2 separate regions of the Oryza sativa genome follow, and region 2 is linked to region 1. A link is a contact called in public ChIA-PET data. All regions are on one chromosome and are shown on one strand. Each heading gives the region's core, a stretch centred on a gene start, on an enhancer-like site or on the middle of the called end of the contact. The rest is flanking DNA. Distances are from core to core; before and after follow the strand shown.

Evidence for each region. ChIA-PET counts read pairs in DNA pulled down with a chosen protein or histone mark.
Region 2: an RNA polymerase II ChIA-PET map of leaf shows a contact between it and region 1, with 6 times the contacts expected there. The contact joins the promoter of LOC4324184 here to the promoter of LOC4324182 in region 1. A contact is called at or near these places in 2 of 15 Hi-C or Micro-C datasets (leaf and an unstated tissue) and 3 of 4 datasets of contacts at active chromatin or transcription factors (leaf and seedling).

Annotation. Positions count from the first base shown.
Region 1 is chr1:27,232,643-27,237,580 of ASM3414082v1, reverse strand. LOC4324182 (probable protein phosphatase 2C 8) reads right to left here and starts at 2,353. Exons shown (of 3, transcript NM_001428062.1): 1 at 1,530-2,353. The coding sequence starts at 2,303.
Region 2 is chr1:27,286,118-27,291,055 of ASM3414082v1, reverse strand. LOC4324184 (COP1-interactive protein 1) reads left to right here and starts at 2,642. Exons shown (of 3, transcript XM_066312168.1): 1 at 2,642-2,796; 2 at 2,923-2,979; 3 at 4,832-4,938. The coding sequence starts at 4,864. It overlaps LOC136357203 (a long non-coding RNA gene), which reads right to left. Exons shown (of 2, transcript XR_010742387.1): 2 at 3,488-4,259. It overlaps LOC136357206 (a long non-coding RNA gene), which reads left to right. Exons shown (of 2, transcript XR_010742394.1): 2 at 1-16.

The DNA.
Region 1 (4,938 bases), core at 1,104-3,603:
ATGCATGGTAAAGTTTTGCCATTTTACTAGTAAAGAGAGAGAGCACGGCTCCAAACGCACTTTTTGGCAAAATTTGCTACTCTAGACTCCTAAATGACAAAGGTCAGATTGTCAACTTATGCTACTAGTATTTAGATCCATTTTGACAAAAAGTGCTCCAAAACAGCAAAACATTTGCCATTTTGGAGGAACTAAACATGGTCTTAGTTTCCATGAAGTTGAACACGATTCTAGATACCATTTCAAAACAAAATATAAACAAAGGGAAGAACTCATCCTCAGATCCTCACCACAGTTCCAGGGAATTTAGCACCTAACGGCCTAGCGAAGACATTGACCTGACTTGTCAGTTAAAAGGCAGTGATTCCGCAATTCTCAACTCTAAGCAGCTAGGATAAATCATCTTGGATGTTGTATGTGTATTAGCCTGCCTCTTCCCAGAGGCCATAATCCCAGTTTAGCTAATTAATGCCCTGACCCTATGCTGCTGTCTGCCCATCATCTCAAGCATCACTGTAATGACAACCAGGAAGAAGCTTGAAACACATGCCGCGCGCTATCAGCAGATTAGCCCTGGTAGGACAAGGAAAAGCTGATGCTCGCCTTTGCCCACAAGGATAGCGAGAGCATCAGAAACCGATCCGTTCTATTCCAAACTGACTCTGAGCCATCCAAACTCTGCCGGCACACTCTTGGTACTACTACTTGGTAACCAGGAGCAGAGCACTATCACTCCTACACCACTCGACAGCTAGCCCCAATGGCGTACACAATGCACGTACGTACGTGCGCGCGCGCGCGCGCGCGTGTCGACACCTCTCCGCGACGATTAGTACTCCAGGCCGGATTTGGTCATTTACCCCCCCCCCCCCCCCCCCCAACGACTCCGGCCAGGGAGGTAGGAGAGTCTCCGCAAATTCACCCCCATTCGCACACAACGTGACAAGGCGGCCTAGTCCCACACGCCCACACCACACCACCGCACCCTCCTCTCCAATTCACCGCAAATCGCCTTCCGTTTTGGCGCAAACGTACGTGGTGGTAGCTAGTAGGGCGCGGTGATGTAGCCTTGCACGTACGTATCGGCAGCGGCGCCACAGTACGCTACCAAAAGCGACGAGTAGGCGAGCCAGCGGGGACGCTTCGACACGGCCCGCACGCACGAAAAGCAGAGGTGGTAGTTGTTGTTGTAGGCGACGCGGGGGGAGCGAGCGGCAAGGGCGACACCTGTACGTAACCACCACCCCCCCCCCCCCCCCCGGGGCCCGCCCGAGCGAGAGAAAAAAAAAATCTCGCGGAAAGCCCGAAACCGTGGTGCTTTGACGACGACGTCCACGCGTCCCTGATTCGCAGCAGGGTTCGCTGTTGCAGGTTGCACCCCGCAAAATCTAGATTAGTGTGGATCTGGAGCGCGTGGTTTGGAGGGGGGGGGGGGGGGGGGTAATCATGCCGTTGATGCATGCTTTCTTGGCGATGTGTTTTGTTAGGCGGTGAGGTGAGCGGGTGGGGGCGTGGCGTGGAGTGTGTACCTTGTGGTCGGAGGAGAGCGGCACGGCCACGCCGCCGCGGGAGAGGACGGCGCGGGAGTCGCCGCAGTTGGCGACGACGATGCGGCGGGGACCCACGACGGCGACGACGGCGGTGGAGCCCACCGTCTGCTCGCCCGTGTCGGCCTCCTCGGCGCCGCCGACCTCGCCGTCCACGCGGGTGAAGCAGGCCGCCATGGCCTCCTTCCAACGGGCGCGGTCCTCGTCCTCGACGTCGGCGCCGCCGCCCCCGCCCTGCAGCAGCCTCCGCACCCGCACCTCCTCCGCGAGCACCACGTGCATCCGCTCCCGGCACGCCTCCGCCACGCGGGACCCGCCGTGCCCGTCGTACACCGCGAAGAACCCCTCATCCTCCTCCTTGCCTTCCTCTTCCGCGACGCCGCTCCCCTCCACCGCCGCCTCCTTCGAGGCGGCCAAGAACGGCGCCGCGACGAAGATGGCGTCTTCCATCTCCCTCCGGCGCCCGATCACCGACACCGCCCCGTGCGACACGCACGCCGGCCATCTCGCCACCTCCGCGGTGGGCTCGGGCGCTACCTTAGCCGACTCCGACGAGTCGGAGGAGCTGTCCGACGCCGGCCGCACCCTCTTCGCGGCGTCATCCTCCGCCACCGCCGACGCCGTCCGCCCGAGCCTCCGGAGCTCAAGCCTCCTCCTCCTCGCCGACCTGGACACGGTGCCCACCTTCCTGTCGCCGGCGAGGACCTCCCGCACGGCCATGGCGGCATGATCCCGCCTGCTTGTGTCACTGCTCATTTCCCTCACCAGAGAGAGCAAAAGAGAGTGAGAGCGTGGCAACGCGAAACGGCATTAATACCCGCGTCCGCGGGGAAGAAAGGTCCGAGGAGCCATCCGGGCCGTCGGTTCGTCCTTAGATGGCACGGATGCGTGACAGCGAGGGCGGGAGCCCGTATCCGGACGTGGATCTCGCGGGCAGGGACGTGGACGGCCCAGATCAGCCGGCGCCCGGCCCGTGGCTCTCGCGATGAGCGGCTTTCCATCTCGGGGCTCGAGGAAGGGCGTGGTGCACCCGGCGCAGGTGAACCACAGGGAGGGGATCCGAACGCCCTGGTGGTGTGGCCGGGATGTCAGTGAGGTATGGCTCTTGTAGACAGGGTGCAGGGAACGGTCACGGCGGTTGGCGCTTTTAGGTAACGCGTGGGACCCGAGTGGGAAGGCGAGAGGGGTTACGTGGAGGTGAGAGAAAAGAGGGTTCTGTAGGGGCATGTCGTGCAATTTTGACTGGTGGGCTGAATTGGTAGATGCACACATACAGTGACAATCTCGACGTGTCAATAGCCCAACATGCTCAATTCTGTTTTTTGAATTTTTGCCAAGTGTATATCTCCTTAACATTTGTCAATTTTATCTCAGGGCATCCACAATGTACTACAAAAGTAGTTCATAGGGAATAAACTATTCCATTCAGCCATCTAGTAACATTGTGCAACTAGCCCATATAAAGAAAATAGCAAAAGGTATCAATATACATATAGACTACCCATATGACATAAATAATATTATCTATCTCTACTTCTCTCTCTTCTCCTAATGTCAGTCACATTGTATCCATATACATTGTGAGGATTGCTATAGTTAAAGTTTATTTATGTAGGTCCCATCTATATAGACCACTTTTGCCATATACATTGGTGATACCCACTACTCCCTTTACCCAATAATATAAACATAAAATTTATCTGAGAACATAGGTTGTACATTCGCAACTACTTTCTCAAACAAATTATAATCACCCGTGCATCATTTATTTTCTCACATACTTTCTCATGTTAACTGATCTCGACCATCCCTTACAAGAAGAAACCTTTTTTCTAAAAAAACCTTATTAGCTTCATCTAAATTTTTTATTTATTTCTCACAAAAAAGTGATATATTGATTTCGATGTTTTGTCATTGTAGTTTATTTTTTTCAAGCATTGACGAGTCTCTGAAAACACGTATAAAACTTTCTCGATTATTCTTTTTTTTTTTTACAAATAAGCGTACGAGCTGTTGTAGGCAAAACGATGGTTAGATTGTTAAGCATTTCTTGTGCAGGTGCACAACCACAAGGTGCTTATCTATACTACTATAAAAAATAATAGTGGTGGTGTGACAGTTCTGCCACAGCACACCATTACTTTTGCACATTTTACAAACTGGAGTAGTCCCTAATATTTCATACACTATGTAATAGTTTAATATTTATTTGAATCAAGTTAATAAAATCTATATAAAAAAAGTATGGGTATTATACCAAAGCAATAGGATGGGAATTTTGCTAATATTTTAAAATAGAGAAAGTAAGATTTACATACTTGATAGGTATCTTGGAAGTTGTTTTTCATTTTGCAATATTTGGTTCTAAGAGTATCAAATTATAACGCACACTAGAAAATGCAGTATTACAGTATCTTCCAAAGCATTGTAAAATTTACTTCAAATAATAAGCACGGCCTAGATCGAACGGTTATCAATAAAAATCAGTAAAATTCAAACAAAAATTGTCAGAAAAAGTATTAATTTTAGTCTGAATATTTTTGAACTTGGCCGGTCAGCTTGTCCAACGTTCCTAAATATGGAACATCTTGATAAGGTCGATAATCACGAATTGACGACAACTGGGTATATTTTAGATCTTCTTAATAACACCGGTGTTTATTTTTTGTTAAAAAAAAATCTTCGGTGTTTTAGCGTGTTATTCTAATCATGAACGTACCTCGCAATCATGAAAGGTAAGTAATCTGTCATCGTTAGGTGATATATGACTTTGATAACACACGAGTTAGTATTCACGCGAGGCGCGTCGGTTTCCTTCAAAAGCATAACCACAAGATGCGACGCGGCACGACGAAAGGGACACCCAGCAAGGCCAGCACACATAAAACACACAAGATTGATCGAGGCAGCACGCCGGGCACCTATAGGAGCGCCACCGAGCTCTCGGTCTCCCGAGACGAACGATCGATCCACGCTTTCAATCCACAGCGCGGTATGGTGGCGGAGACTGGACGGTGTGGAGAGCGGAGGCGCGAGCGAGCGGCCGGGCGAGCGAGCGAAACCGTGCATGCACGAGACGAGCGCGTGGGACGCCCGCGGGCGCCTGGGTGGATACGGGGAAAAACCCTGCGATTTGAGGTGGAGCGTGGCGCGCGGAGGCGGACGGATGGGGACGCGTGTCGCCGGCTACCGGACGCGCGGGGGGATGCCAGGGTCCAGGTGCAGCGAATACCCTGCGCCGCGCGCGCGACGTGGAGAACGGCCCCGGCCATTACCGTCGAGTCGAGTCCATCGTTGCACGACGACTCCTCGGATGTGGCCATGCCGTGTCGTACGCAAAGCTCGCCCTCCTACTACCGCGCTATGGCTTACCCTCGCCTAGCCTGCTGCA
Region 2 (4,938 bases), core at 1,393-3,892, 53 kb before region 1:
AAGCACGTCACGTCAATACCACATCAGATAAAGAAGTCAAATTAGCTACGTAGGCGCCACGTCAGCCAAAACCGCCAAGGGATCTTATCTGCACTGGTTTTGACAGTTAAGGGACCCGTTGTATCCGGTTTTCTGCTTGAAGGACGAAAATCGGATTCGTTGACAGTTAAGGGACCTCAGATGAACTTATTCCCCCCAGTGGCCAGTCAGAGGGCAGTGAGGCCTAGAAACAGATTAGGCCCATACGAACTGTTTGATGCCTAAACGCATTTCCAAGCAGAAAAGGTCGTGGAGATTTGGAATATAATGCGAAATTCAGCCTCTCAGATATGATAGACATCAGCAGAGGGAGGAACTACTCTCGAGTCTACTCTTTGAAGGATGGTTGCAACTTTACTTGAGGTCAGAGCGACAGTGAAAGAATAATAACTGCAAATAGAAGAAACCAAACTTCACCCATTGTATGTACTGGAGTATGGTCATGTAACCATTGGGCCAACTGATAGCAGGGACAAGTACAACCACTCCAATGTGCTTCGAATTTCCAAATTTCTTCCCAATCCATCCTATTCTGGGCCTTTAATGAGTCTACCTCATATGTAGAAAAGAGAAGGAAAAAAAAAGTGAAGCAAAGCAGGATTTGACTGCCATACTTAGCAAAGCACAACTTGTGGTAATTGTGTACGCTACGAGTACTGCCCTCATTAGCAACTATGAACCTTTTGGATCCATCATACAACAACAGCCTGGAGTAGGAATATCTGGTAATCAGAACAGGCAATTTGCCCAATAATACTCTTATATTCAGTTGATCCTTCACGTTTTCTACTTTTCTACCCTCCAAGACAACCAGTATTCCTCTCTTCAGGAATTGTGAGTAAAAAAGAAATGGAGTACACACAAAAACAAAGATAAAAACAGCTAATAAATCCATGATCATGTAACACTCAGTGTCATGTGCACATGCATCTCATACACCATGTGGTGCTGTGTCGCAATGGTAGCACAGTTAACATGTTCAGGGCCTTGTCTTCTCTTGCGCTTGAGTCCAGAGAGGCAGAGAGCAATGGATCCCACAGGTCACGGTCACATGGTGCACCCCACGATTACGCGCCAATAATCTGTCTGAAGTTTAAAGCCTTTCAGAAAACGAATCTGTCCTCAAGTTCCGCTACAGGTCAGTGCCTGTTCTGTTCGATCATGAGCGAGATGGCGGGAGATCTGGGCTCGGATTGGATCTGAACCGAAAATTTGCAGTTCTTCCACCGTCCAAAGAATTTGTTCTGATGTCAAGTTTAAGAGTGTGTTTAGTTCCTGAAAAAAGTTGGAAGTTTGGGGAAGGTTAGGAGTTTGGAAAAAAAGTTAAAAGTTTATGTGTGTAGGAAAATTTTTGATGTGATATGATGTGATGAAAAGTTAAAAAGTTTAGGATAGTTAGGGGTGAACTAAACACGGCCTTAGTTTTTAGCTTGAATTGTAACTCTGAAGACTGACTAGAGCCGGTTTGTCAAAACCACGAACGAATTGCGTATAGAATGCATGATAGAAGGAGGATTTGCTTTTCCAAAAGATAATATGAATTTTGGCATGTTTACGTAAGAACGCATGATCTCAGTGGCGGATGACGCAACCAAGTAGTAATACAAATACTGCGCAGTAGCATTGCCAAAAAAAAAAAAAATCAATCGTCAACGTCAGAGATCAGTTTCATCGCTGATGCGGTCACAGAATGTCCCGTTCTCTGTTGGCGCCGTCACTGCAGGCTCCACATGCGAATTTATGAAACTGATCTTCAGTTAAAGAAGCGATTAATCTACACATAACCGTTTTGTCACCGCCCTCGGTGAACTAATCGTAACGCAGTTTCGATTTGATGCCGCGGAATTGAATCCGCGAGAAAAATGATTCCTCGTGGAGGACCGGAGGAGACAACAAGAACAGAAAAAAAAAAAAAACCCCGCAGAGCGCCAATCAAATTCAAGCCAGGAGGCATGCCGTCCTCGTCAGCCCCCACCACGCACAGCTCTTCTCCCAGCAATGATCTTCTGTGCCAAGCAAAACAACAATGGATTCCATGACGTGCAATACAGTAATACTGCTGCACATTGTGCTACCACCACACAGAAATTAGTACAGCCACAAAATTGCATTTTGTTTTCTAAACCGAATTGTTTTTTTTGCAACTTGTCACATCGATCTCGTAACGATTATTAGAAGGATATCTGTACAATAGCGAGTTTAGCGATTCATCTAGAGCATCTGATTATTATGAAGTCGGATGCAACGCAACGGCTTGATGCAGAGGATCCTCGCCTTGAGACCGCCTTCCCGCCATGAAGGCGGGAACCCGAAGCCGGAAAACGCCACGTCACCGCGAGGACGAGACAAGAAAGGACGGACACCCTGCTTAGCTGGCTCCCACGCACGCGCCAGCTCAGGCCACACAGCTCCTGGGCCCCACATGGCGGTGACCGCTCCGCGTGTCCATCTCCGCGTTTGGATTGGCGGGAGCACTGTTTGGGATTCACTTGGGTTCAGTGGCATTTCCCGTAATAAGGTACGGAAACAAGGGGCGCTTTCGGGTCGATGCAGCATCTGGGGGGAATGCTCAAAAGGACAAATCGTTGTTCACTTCTCCTCCGGATGCGTTTTCTAATTCCTGCCCACACATTAGAGTCTACTCCACCAGTAGAAGTAGGCAGCGATCAGCGTGCCGCCGCCGCCGCCGCCGCCACTGCAATCTTTAGCTTTTATTTGGCTTCATCAAGACAAACGAGCGGTTCATCCTTCAGGCAGGTAAACGCCTCTTGGCTTTATCAGAAACGCCTCTTGGCTTTATCAGCTTCGGTTTGCTTCTCTTTCTTGGTTGCAATCCGTTTCTTGATCACCCTTAAATAATTCTTCCTTCTTCTTCTTCTTCAGATCTCAGCTCAGATTCAAGGAGCGGTTGTGGACAGAGAGGAGGAGGCATTTCGTTTGGTACGTTTGTTGATTTGTTCTGTGTGTGTGTGTTTTCCTTTTCTTTTTTTTTTGCTTTCTTGATTGATCAGTTCTTGCTCAGTACTAGTGTGTACTACTGGTTGGGTAAAGGGTCCTTTGTGATATGGGGTGTTGTTGATGCGTCAAGTGGTAAAGAGAGTCGTAGAGATGGCAGATTGGCCTTGTTCTTCTCTGTTTGCATTCTAGCCATTGGTTATTCTTTTACCCTTTTGATTTTTTTAGGTTTCTTCCTTGATACTGTACTACTCCATCTTCAGCTCAGTATTTGTATTATTGAGCTCAGTGTTCTTGAGTAGTGGTTCTTTACGTGGGACCCACCACCATCATCCCGTAATAACGAAATTGACCGTTACAAGAAACCTTGAGGACGGATTTTACAGAATCTAAAACCATATTTCAGAATTATTAGCTCAAGGTTACAGTAGAGAATATGAACGATCATATGGTTGTAGTGCTCTTTTGAAGGGTTCATAAAACACATCCAGTATAACCACACAATTTTCACTCATCAAAATATAACCATTTAAAAATAATGTATGGTCAAAGTGAGACAACAACAGTCAAAAGGATCAGCTACTCGAGAACAGAGGGGGTAGTTAACTAGTAGTAGTTATGTTTCTAATATTTAGACATTAGATAAAATGTTGTTCTTTTCTAAAGAAAAAAGACAGGCTGAAACCCTACCTTAGTCTCTATAGATCATATCCCTTTTTATGGTTCAGTGAGATTATGCTTGATATGCTACTTAAACATTTTGTGCTGCATCATAGATATGATTCACGTGTATAATAATTGCATAAGTGCAAAGACAACAAATTTAGTAAATTTTAATGGCTGTAAATGAAATCCCAGAAATTTTTCCCAACCTTCCAGAATGCAGCTTGCATATCCATCATCAGATGACCTTATCGTTTCGATGTTTCAACCATTTGTCTGTCAAAACTAAGAGTGCACGATCCTGGTGCCCTTTCAAAGAAGTTGGATAATCAATTCTACTCTATACCGTCTTTCTTTTTTTGCTAAGTGCTTCAATGTTTTTCACATAATCTTCAAATAGTTTCTTGTCAAAATTCTTTTTGCTGTTCTGGTGAGCTCTTCTCTGGGATTATACGATTAGGCGCCTTACTGATCATATTCTTATGCTCTTTACACAGTTCACTCAGGGGCTTCTCTCGTTCACGAATAAAACATAATCTGGAGTTAGAGGCTAGAGCATCATATCACCTCAAGTATGATCAATTTTGACTAGATCATCTCCTCTGCAAGCAAATACCATTTGTTGCCATTATAAGAATATTCAGCAGTTCGACATGACGAAGAAACACAAACTTAGGAAATCCAAACATCTTCTGGAGAACAAAAAAGGTATTCTCTTGACAAGTATTTAACTCAAATCAATTTGTTATATAGGTTCTTGTGCTTGGATCACAATTTGCAATTTGCTCCTATATATACCAAATTATTCTTGTAAATGTAATATTCCTGTTAAAGACGCGAATATTAGGGAATGACCTAATATCAAATAATTAGAAGGGGTGAGGTTTCGAACCTAGATCGTCTAGCCCACCACCTTGTGGAGCTAGCCGGAAGACCCCTAGGCGTTTCTCAAATGTAATATTCCTGTTGATCTTATGTCGTTCCGGTTGGATGATCCCTAACATAATTCAAACATCAGTAGCACGCTCATAAGGCTTGTGTATTTTCTCATTCATTCCTGATGAAAACCGCTATATTTTAGTTCTTCTAGAATAACTCTGGCTTGTACTGTAATCAATAAACTCCCCTAGCCATTTGTTGTCTGAAATGAGTTTATGTTTTGGTTTTCCCACAGGTGTTGATGATAATGTGGAAAACATTCTACGGATGATAGGCGAGGAGAATGAATCGGCCAAGACTGAACCCTCAGATGATTCTGGAAATGCCTTCAAGAAATCAAAA